Linked DNA regions of Sus scrofa: region 1 is linked to region 2. A link is a contact called in public HiChIP or PLAC-seq data. All regions are on one chromosome and are shown on one strand. Each heading gives the region's core, a stretch centred on a gene start, on an enhancer-like site or on the middle of the called end of the contact. The rest is flanking DNA. Distances are from core to core; before and after follow the strand shown.

Evidence for each region. HiChIP or PLAC-seq counts read pairs in DNA pulled down with a chosen protein or histone mark.
Region 1: a contact with region 2 is called in an H3K27ac HiChIP or PLAC-seq map of alveolar macrophages. The contact joins the promoter of KLF11 here to the promoter of ODC1 in region 2. A contact is called at or near these places in 1 of 5 promoter capture datasets (liver) and 1 of 2 datasets of contacts at active chromatin or transcription factors (alveolar macrophages).

What each region holds. Positions count from the first base shown.
Region 1 is chr3:126,428,425-126,433,369 of Sscrofa11.1, reverse strand. KLF11 (Kruppel like factor 11) reads left to right here and starts at 3,480. Exons shown (of 4, transcript NM_001134346.2): 1 at 3,480-3,676. The coding sequence starts at 3,635.
Region 2 is chr3:126,087,313-126,092,364 of Sscrofa11.1, reverse strand. ODC1 (ornithine decarboxylase 1) reads right to left here and starts at 2,582. Exons shown (of 10, transcript NM_001122983.1): 1 at 2,469-2,582; 2 at 2,028-2,201; 3 at 1,667-1,839; 4 at 1,276-1,410; 5 at 1,074-1,155; 6 at 810-893. The coding sequence starts at 2,570.

The DNA of each region.
Region 1 (4,945 bases), core at 2,231-4,730, 340 kb before region 2:
TGGTTGAGATCAGAAAATTCGAGAAGGCTCCGCATTAGTAAAGAGACAGGGGGTTGGCTCCACAGTTCATTACTGATGGCGTAAATGGACACAAAAGCATCACAGGAAAAGGCGACGATTTTCCTCAATTAAAAATGCACATAACCACATATCAGGATTTTCAGAGTCCTCATAACAGCCCCAGGCTAGACACAATCTCGACGCCCTTGGACGGGAGAGTGGCCGATACGCTGCGCTGTATTTTACAGCAGCGGGACTAATGATCTTGAACTCCATGCTGGATCCCAAAGAGAGCAAACCACGTGATTCTCTCTGTACAAGTTTCTATACATGTGAAAAGATCCTACTGGTATTAAAAGTCATGGAAGGGATGATCCGGGGGCAGGGGGGTCAGGGAGGGGGCTTCTAGGATTCTGCTAAGATTCTGTTTCTTTTCTTTTCTTTTCTTTTTTTTTTTTTTTTTGTTGTTGTTGCTATTTCTTGGGCCGCTCCCGCGGCACATGGAGGTTCCCAAGCTAGGGGTCCAATCGGAGCTATAGCCACCGGCCTACGCCAGAGCCACAGCAACGCGGGATCCGAGCCGCGTCTGCAACCTACACCACAGCTCACGGCCACGCTGGATCGTTAACCCACTGAGCAAGGGCAGGGACCGAACCCGCAACCTCATGGTTCCTAGTCGGATTCGTTGACCACTGCGCCACGACGGGAACTCCAAGATTCTGTGTCTTGATCTCTGCCTGGAGACACAAGTTTGTCCGCCTTGTGGAAAATTCACTGAGTTGGACACCTACGTTTTTGCACTTCCCTGTACCTATGCTACACTTCAGTAAGATTTACCAAAAGGGAAAAGAAAAGAAACGGAAGAGCAGCTGGCCCGGCAATGCCAAGTCCAGGACGGGGTCTCATAGTTAATCCTTGCATGGACATGACGTCCTGGCAACTTGGAAGCAGCCTACACTGCGCGTGTGTGTGAAGAAAGGCTGCGTGGAGATAAGTATGGGGTGGGCGGTGGGGGGCAGCATACATGAAGACCTGTCTGTCTGTCTGTCTGTCACACAGACCGGACATCGGAAGGATAGGGCTTTATGCCTGAAGAGCCCGGAGCCAGCCTGCTGTCCAAGCGTCCAGGCATTCTTGCGCTCCAGGGAGCAGACACTGAGCCGGAGGTGACAGAAGCTTGGGCTCCAGACTCCTGGAGAGCTGCTGCCACCTCCTAGAGGACAGAGACACGGCTGGCCACGTGGCCGGGCCACACTGGCAGAGATGGGATTTGCATGGAGGTCTGACTACAAAGCCCCGAACTCAGCCCTGTGCTGAGTTGTCCTGCCCTTTGGGGACCGGGCAGGGCTCAGTGAGGTCCTGCACCTCGGTCGGTTGTACAGAGCAAAAGTGGGGAAGGCATGGGTTCCGTGCAGAAGGAGCAACATGTCCAAAGCAGAAGACAGGGACGACGCGATGTCGGGGGCACCGGGTCTGGTGCTGGGTGGTGGGAGCAGGAGGGAAAGGGGTTGGGGAACTGGTGTGAATGATGCAGGAAGCACTGGCTGGGGCCTGGTTGTGCGGTCCTGGATTCCCACCTAAGGAGTAAGTTTCAGACCTGTAGGCATCTGGATTCCAAACCGAGGGTTTGCATGTGGGTTTGGTATCACCTCCACTTCCAGAAGATCATTCTGGCAGTGAGATGAGGGTAGACTGCAAGGGACGAAGCCAGAGACACGGAGACCCGCTGGGGGGCAGCGGGATAATTCAAGTGAGAGAAGATGGTGGCTTGGCCAGGGCAGGAGTAGGTGATGGAGCGAAGTTGGGTTTGAGAGCGATTTAGAAAGAACACCAGGTCACTGGCAGGGCAGGGAAGGGTCAGAGGTGACTCTCAGATTTCTGGGTGAAGGAATGAATGGGGTATCTGGTGGTGCCCTTCCAGCGGTGAGACATCCAGATTTGGGTAGAATGGAGATTCAGTTTCAAGGACATTGAACTAGAGGTGTCTGCAAGCTGTCCAAGTTGGCGGGTCCGGGGGACAGAAGGTGTGGGCCTTCATTTCCTCGTTCAACCAGTGGTTATCATGCGGCTGCAGCGAGCCGGGCACTGGGTGTTCACAGTGAATGAGACAAGGTCCCTAACCTCGGGAGGATTCCTTCTGGTGAGAGGAAAATCAGCAAATCACTAAAGAAACAGAGAAGTTGCAGGCCATGAAAAGCGCTGGGAAGGACCTGAATCAGATAAAACAGCAAGAAGCTGGAAGTGAGCTTATGCTCCCTCGGCCCAACACAGCAGGCCTGCTCAGGAACAGGAACAAGCTGGCCACAGCCCTGGGCCCCACCTGCTTCCACCTGCTTCCCTATCAGTGTAAGGGGGAGGGCCTGGTGTTCCGGGGACCTGTCCCTCGGGCTCAGGGCTTTTCTGACGCAGAGCCAATCCCGAAGTGCAAGGATCCTCTGCTTTCACCTGCCCTTAGCTTGCAGGGCCGAGGCTACATCGCTGCAGCCTCTGCACCTCCCGCTGTGCCAACCCACATCCCAGCTCAGCAAATGTGGGCCACATGGGCGGATGAACGGCTGTCTCTTTGGCGCTGCAGGCGGTGAGGGCATAATAAACACAGCCTGCTCCGCAGGAACTTCGAGCTGCAGACCTGGAGGAACTATACCCAGCAGCACAGGCACCAGAAGTCCTGGGGGAAGACAGGTGCCCTGGGCATCTGTCTAATCAGGTCTGAGGACTTGCCAGATGGGGTAACGCTTACAACTGGTCTGGGAAGAATGGATGCGTTTCACCAGGTGCCTGTCAGGTGGTCCCCCGTCTCGCCCCCAGCCCCCCAGGAACTAAGTGGAAACTGCACCCCTGAGCTGCCTGGGGACGGGTCAGCCGCAGACACAGGCCTAGAAGTTGCAGCTCTGGGTGCTTAAGGGAACAAGCGGACGCAGGAATGTCACCTGTGGCTAGCCAGCTTTCAAAACTCTTCCAGATCAAGGTCGCACTCCTAGGAACGACGGCTGCCTAATACAAATTTTTTAAAAAGAAAGCAAACTCCAGGTTGAGGCCTCCAAGTGCGCTGCCTCTACTGGACAGATTCACCCCATCCGGACCTGCGCTCTGGCAGGCTTCGGGCAGTGGCCGCTTTAAGCGCTGTCCCCCTCCCCAGCCAGCTCGGGGACTTCCCCTGCCGCAAAGGCGCTGTCCTCTCTGCCCAGCCGCCTCCGCACCGCAGCGGCCAAGCTGCCGCCGGGACCTTTCCCCTACTTTCCAGGGCCTCAGGCCCCGCCCCCTCATCGCGACCAAAACACGTGCCGCGTCCCGCCCTGCCCGATCACGCCGCGGCCAGGCTCTGATCACGCGGCTCCCCGTGGTGCCTATTGGTCGGTGGCGCACGGGCCTGGCGCGGATTGGCTGGCACCTGGCCGGCCCCGCCCCGGAGGGGCGCGGTGTATTTTGGTTTACCTCTGCACCCCGCCCCTCCGGTCGCCCCGCCCCTCCCACGCCGCGAGGGCCGCGCCGAGGCAGAGTGGCGCGGGCGGGCGGAGGCGCGCGCCGGCCGCTGGATCTCCGGCTCGCCGCCGCCCGCCACGCACGTGCGGCAGCTGTCGTGCGCCGAGCTCCCGCCCTGCGGCTGCTTTGTTGCCTCCGGGCCGCCGGCACCATGCTCACGCCGGGCTCTGCGGGCCCGGGCGACGCACACGCGGTGAGTGGTCGCCCATCGGAGAGAGGGGCGAGACGGGGCTGCGCTGCGTGTGCGGACACAGGGTGCGGAGGAGGGTGGGGGCACACGGTCTCGCCGCACCCACACCCTTGAGAGCCCGGGCGGGTTCGGCCGCCTGAAGGGGCGGCGGCCGCGCGAGGTCGCGCCGGGAGGGGCGGGGAGGGGGATGTGCTTCGCACCGCCCCACGCGCAGCTTTTTGTCTAGCGCTCCCGCAGCGGCCCCACCCAGGCAGCCCCAGGTGCGGGGCTATTTGCAGCCATGACGTCATCAGGCCCTGTGAGGAGGTGGCCGTTGGGCGGGGCGCGGCTGGCGGGAACTCGGCTTGCGGGCCGCGGGGGGCGGGGCGCCGGCGGAGAGGCAGGGGCTGTGGGAACTCGGCGCGGGGGGCGGGGTCGAGGGCGGGGGCGGGGCCAAGGCTGGCGGGAAAGCGGGGCGGGGCCAAGGCTGGCGGGAAGGCTGCACGCGCCGGGCGGGCAGCCTCAACCCCTGGGCCGCTCCTGTCCGTGCTGGAGGGCGCTGGCTGAACCTGGTACCGAGTCGTCGAGCCACGGGGACTGCCGAGGGGCCGAGAGAAGGGTCTGGGAGCCCCGCGTCACCCCGTCCCTCCCCTAGCAGGCCTAGCAGGTCTTATTAACCATTTCCACTTCTGTGACTTCACAGTTCTTTCCGGGGACTCGGCCAGAGTGACATCTGTAAGGGCGGCGGCGTCACCTGTGTGCCGCGGGGGGCCCCTGGGCGGGACAGGTTGGGGTTTAGGCAAGCTGAGTGGAAGAGTGTTATCTTCGTAGATGGAAAGGTTCTCGGGGAAGAGATGGGTTGCCTCCAGTCGGTTCCTGCTCTGCTCCCGCTTCAGAGGAGGAGCTGCGCTGGGAAGCCCTCGCCGGCTTGTGGCAAATCTTAGCCGTTCTTCCTCTCCCAGCGCTAGTCCGCGAGGACCGACCCAGGCGCTCCCGGGGGTGGGGACCAGGGCTGAACCGCGCGTTGCTCTCCCGCGCGGGACTCAGCTGAGTGATTCCCTGACGGGTGTGGATGCTCCAGGGTTGTCGCAAATGCATCTGTGGGGACGCTCGGGTGGTTTTGCCGACTCATCTCAGCCAACCTGAGCCATCGGTGTCCTTCCTCCTCCTCCCCCCCGGGAAAGTTTGACATTAGCCATTGGGTTCTCACCTCTGGAAAGGAGTGTTATTAATCATTTCCCAAAGAAAAGCAAGAGCTTAGCAACCGTTGCTAAGAGTCAGGGTGTTCTGGGG
Region 2 (5,052 bases), core at 1,333-3,832:
ACACCCCAGCTCAAGGCAACGCCAGATCCTTCACCCACTGAGCAAGGCCAGGGATCGAACCTGCAACCTCATGGTTCCTAGTCGGATTCCTTAACCACTGCACCACGACGGAAACGCCCACATAATTTTAATAAGAAAATACATCTATTTCATAAATGAGCAGCACACAATGGCATAACTTCTATGACTTAAAACAGTTAAAATGTTTTAAGAAAAAGCAGCACAAATTCTAGCAAAGACCCTCTGGGGAAATGATGCCCAAGTGGGCACGCTTCTCCAAAGCCACAGCTCGCAATGCAGTCCACTTTCCCACGGCTTTGGGTTCATTTTATTTTAGAAAACCAAAAAATATCAAATATGACTTTAAACAGCACAGAAGCCACTCAAAACACCACACCACGACGTTATTTTCACGTTTGTAGAATCCCTTTGGGTATTAGTGAAATAAACACTTTGAATTTTGGAGTTCCCATCATGGCTCAGCAGAAAGGAATCGACTGGGAACCACGAGGTTGTGGGTTCAATCCCTGGCCGCGCTCAGTGAGTTAAGGATCTGGCATTGCTGTGAGCTGTGATGTAGGTTGCAGACACAGCTCGTATCTGGTGTTGCTGTGGCGTAGACCGGCAGCTGTAGCTCCGATTAGACCCCTAGCCTGGGAACCTCCATGTGGCGCAAGTGCAGCCCTAAAAAGCAAAAAAAAAAAAACCAAAAAAAACCAAAAAAAACGAAAAAAACAAAACCACTTTGCATTTTGAGACATTCAAAAAGGAACTAAGGGGCTAGCGATTATGGTTTTGTTATGAATTACCTCTTCGAACTTAAGCTTTACATCCTCAGATCCAGGAAATCCACCACCGATATCAAGCAGATACATGCTGAAACCGACCTCAGCCTAGAGGCAGGAAAATCATGTCCGTCAGTCACCAGCTTCGCAACAAGTCATGAGCAATGTGCGCGGCAGGGAGGGTTAACAGACTCTAACAGGAGAACTGGGACCAGAGGCTAATTCCCGGACTGGGACCAGTTACTGCCACCCCGGCCCCTCCTCCCAAGTGGGGTTACGGAGACTCACGCCCATGTCGAAGACACAGCGGGCATCAGAGATGGCCTGTGCGAAGGTCTCGGGATCAGTACAGCCACTTCCCACGTGGAAGCTGGGCCAAAAGACAGGAGAATATGCTATTTCTGGAAATAACTATTCCCAGTGGGAGCAAGCCTGTCACACCCACATGGTCTACCGTTAACTTCTCGCCCTGCCATCACCAAGAGCTCACCTGACACCAATGACATCAATATCAAGATCCCTCGCCCGCTCCAAAAGCAGCCTGCTGGTTTTGAGTGTGGCACCAAATTTGACACTGAGGCGACAGACTGCTTTGGAATCATCAGTGGCGATGCGCAAAACCAACCTAGAACCAAGCAAAGTGCGTCAGATGCCCGCGATGAAGGTCACCTGCGGCCAGGGGATCAGACTCCGTGGCTCTGGTGCCCTGCGGTCTGGGTCTGATCTGATCTCACCCACCAAGAGGGCCTAAGCTTTTTTCTACTTTGTCTCTGACCCAGGCAACATTCCAAAGTATGGAAATCTAAGGACTGGAAATTGAGTTGGCTGCCGCTGCACCGACCCCCAGTCAGCCCCCGCCTCCGGTGGAGGTGTGAACTCACTTGGCCTTGGGATGCGCCCTGGCGACTTTCATCAGCTCCACTTCACTGTCAAAGGTCATCATCTGGACTCCATTATTGGCGGCATACTTAATCTGAGACACTTGTTTACAAGGATTTGCATAGATAATCCTCTCTGGAGGCACCCCGAGACTCTGCACCAGTTGTATTTCAGTCTGAAAGAGAAGGTGTTAGGCTACATACATGTAGCCGACACGCGGAAGACCCGGAAAACAGGGCAAGGCGCCGCCATCCCTACTCGCCATCAACACGTCTACTGCCCCAGCAAGACACCGGGATCTGCCCTGCTGCCCACACCAGGGCCATTACATGCAACCCTTTGAGTTCTGCTGCTTTCACCCACCTTGCTGGCACAGTCAAATCCTGTCCCGATGGCAGCGAGGGTCTGCACTATGGTTCTGCTATCGTTGCATTTGACCGCATAAAAGGGGGTGACCCGAGGAAGCGCTTTGAGCCATCTCAGGTGCTTCTTTAGAATGTCTCCCAGGTCCGCCACGTAGAAGGCATCCTTATCATCCTGCGGTAAGGGCCAGAGTTACAGGAAACCGTCAGCAGTCAGTCTACCAACACGTCCCATATGCAGCCTTCCCGCCTCCTGCCCATCATTCTCAATAATTTAGTCCATCCCTACTGCCACGGGGTGATTCACAGCCAATCACATTCCAAGCGCCCCAAGAGGACATGTACATTCCCACGAGACCCCCCCCCCGAAGTCTCCCACTCACCACCCCCCCCCAAACACTCTCAAAGCTGCGCCACCAGCAAGGACTTGCTGTGTACTCACAGTGGCAGACACTTCATTAATTTTTTGGTCCAGGATGTCCTTGGCAGTAAAGCCTTCATCCAGGAAATGGCAGTCCAACTCCTCGTTACTAAAGCTGTTCATGGCTTCTTGATATCTTTCTGAAACACAACAAACTGCACAGGGCAGACAAACTTACTTGGAAGTCCTAGCACGACTTAGTAATTCTTAGCAAGATAAACCATGAACACTTACACGGAAAACAAAAGATGGAATTTAAATTATGCCAGCTCTTCACAAAGGTAATTCTCCAGGAATCCCTGTCCCGCTGAAGACTCGGGTGCCCTTGGTGCAGCAGTGGGAATGTCCTGCTGAGCAGAATCTGAACACAGCAAATTGGAATATAGTCAGGTACGTGTACACACACACACACACACTCAAGCACCCTCCAGAGAGAGCTCACTTGCTGAGGTTGGGAATCCCACCATTCCTATTGGTGTCCTCCCATGATTTCATAAACCTCTACGGAATGAGACACCACAGGATCAGCACTAGACTTCTGGACACTCAAGTTCCATATATAGTAGTCTCCCTCAAAAAAGGTATTTCAAATATTCCTGCTAAAAATGCAGAATGCACGTTTCAGAAACGTTTCTGTACTGAAGTTCACTGGTAGGGAAACTTCTATGATGCTTAGTTTACCTCACTTCAGTGTTATTCTTCTTTTAGAAGCTTAAAATAGCATTACAGGGATTCTCGAAAGTTGCTGTATAAACATCTTGCACATTCCCAAGTCCTACATAGGCATCATCACTGTCATTTGCTGACGGCTCTTGCGGTCTCCTGAGAATTGTGCTCATTGTCATGCCAGGCATGTATTTTTTTAAATTGCAATCTTCAAATCAACATTACTGTAATATAGTTACCACATCTGACCAGAAATCAGTATTCTTAAACCAGCGCTGCCTACCCCATCAGCCATTCTGGCAATCTCAACTGCCCTTCCAGGTGCTCTAACATTTGCTTGGCTATTAATGATTACCACCTGGGAATGATTTTTGACAAACTTTACAGAAAAATAAAAGCAAGGTAATGAATTAGGAATAAGCAAAAATAAAGCGCGTTTAACAGTCAGGGCTGCTGTCCTCGGCCTTCATGAAATTTCACAGCAGTTATCTTAAAATTATTGATGGTACCCCATTTCTGCCAGGGAGGACTCCTTTGACACTGTGCAACCCGCTTCAGTGCCTGCAGCCTATGGGCAGAGGCCAGGCAATGGTTCGGGGCCACAGTTTGCTCTGGCATGGGACACTATGAGAGGCCCAGGGGTACGGGCCTGCCATAAATCCAAACCCATGCTTGGCAGAACGTGTATTCTTAATCTAATGTGACTTTCGGGCACTGTCAAACCGCCTATGCTGCCGGTAAACTCCTGTGTCTCTCAGAACAGCACGTAAGTAGGCTCCAAGGTGGCAGACTGGGTTATTTAGGGTTAACTATTTTTAAGGCAATATTGAGGCTTAAACTTAGAAGCTTTTGTTTCTTTCAAATACAGCACTATTACACATTGGGCTTTCCTGTATCTTTCAAAGCTTTATTTCAGTTACTTTCAATACAGAGGAACTTCACCCAAGAACACCCTTTGGTGTTCCTATCTGTTACTTAACAGTGACTCAGTGAACACAAGACAGCGCTTTTCTACTATGAAATTCTTTACTGCCAATGGGCTAAAAGGAAGCCGAGCACTAATTCGATCAGCCACTGAAGTTATCCAAATTATGGCCAATTTTAGGTCTGAATAAAGTCAACACCTCCGTCTTCCCCAGACGTTTCTAAGAGGTTCTGCGCCCCACACTTGCCCCCATCATTTCAGATTTTCCATAAGCCTTTTTTGAAAACCCTGGGACCGGCTCCTATGTCTGAGCCTGCTCGCCTGAACTGCGATCTCCACAATCGAGGACTTTCTTAAATCACCAAGTCATTCAAAGATTCCTTAAGCAATTCTACGCCATGGCAGGATCAGTATTATCAGTTAGATTATCTCAGCTCCAGCGACTCGAGTGGGTTTTTACATTGCGACATTTGCTCAGGATACGGAGCAAAACCAAAAGTTAAAAAAAGAAAAAAAGAGAATTCAGGGCAACCTGGCAGAACGGGACGTCTCTTCCTTATAAAAGTGAGCACGAGCGATGAGTGAAACGGACCTGCGCCGGCTCGCCTCCTACCTCTCCTGCACCTGTTACCGGATTACCACGTGGGTTTAAAAAAAAAAAAAATAGCGGTTGAAGGAACGACCGAGCTTTCTCAACAGCTTCCGGCTCAGAAATCCTGACTTACGTGGTTGGGAGGCGAACCCGGGGCCGCCGGTTCCAGCCCCCGGCAGCCCTAAGCCGGGACGGCGGCCGCCGAGCGCGCAGGGGGCCGGGGGTCGGCGCCCCGCTTCACCCGGGACGCCAGGGCCGGGGGCGCAGCGGCCCACTAAGGTCGGGGCCCGGCGGCCGGCTGGCGACCACGTTGTCCCCGCAGCTCCAGGCGCAGGGTCTGCCCGGCCTCCGGCCCGGCCCGGGCGCCGGGACACGTGGCCGTCCCTCCCCACCCCCTCCCCGCCGCCGCCGGGTGCGCCCCT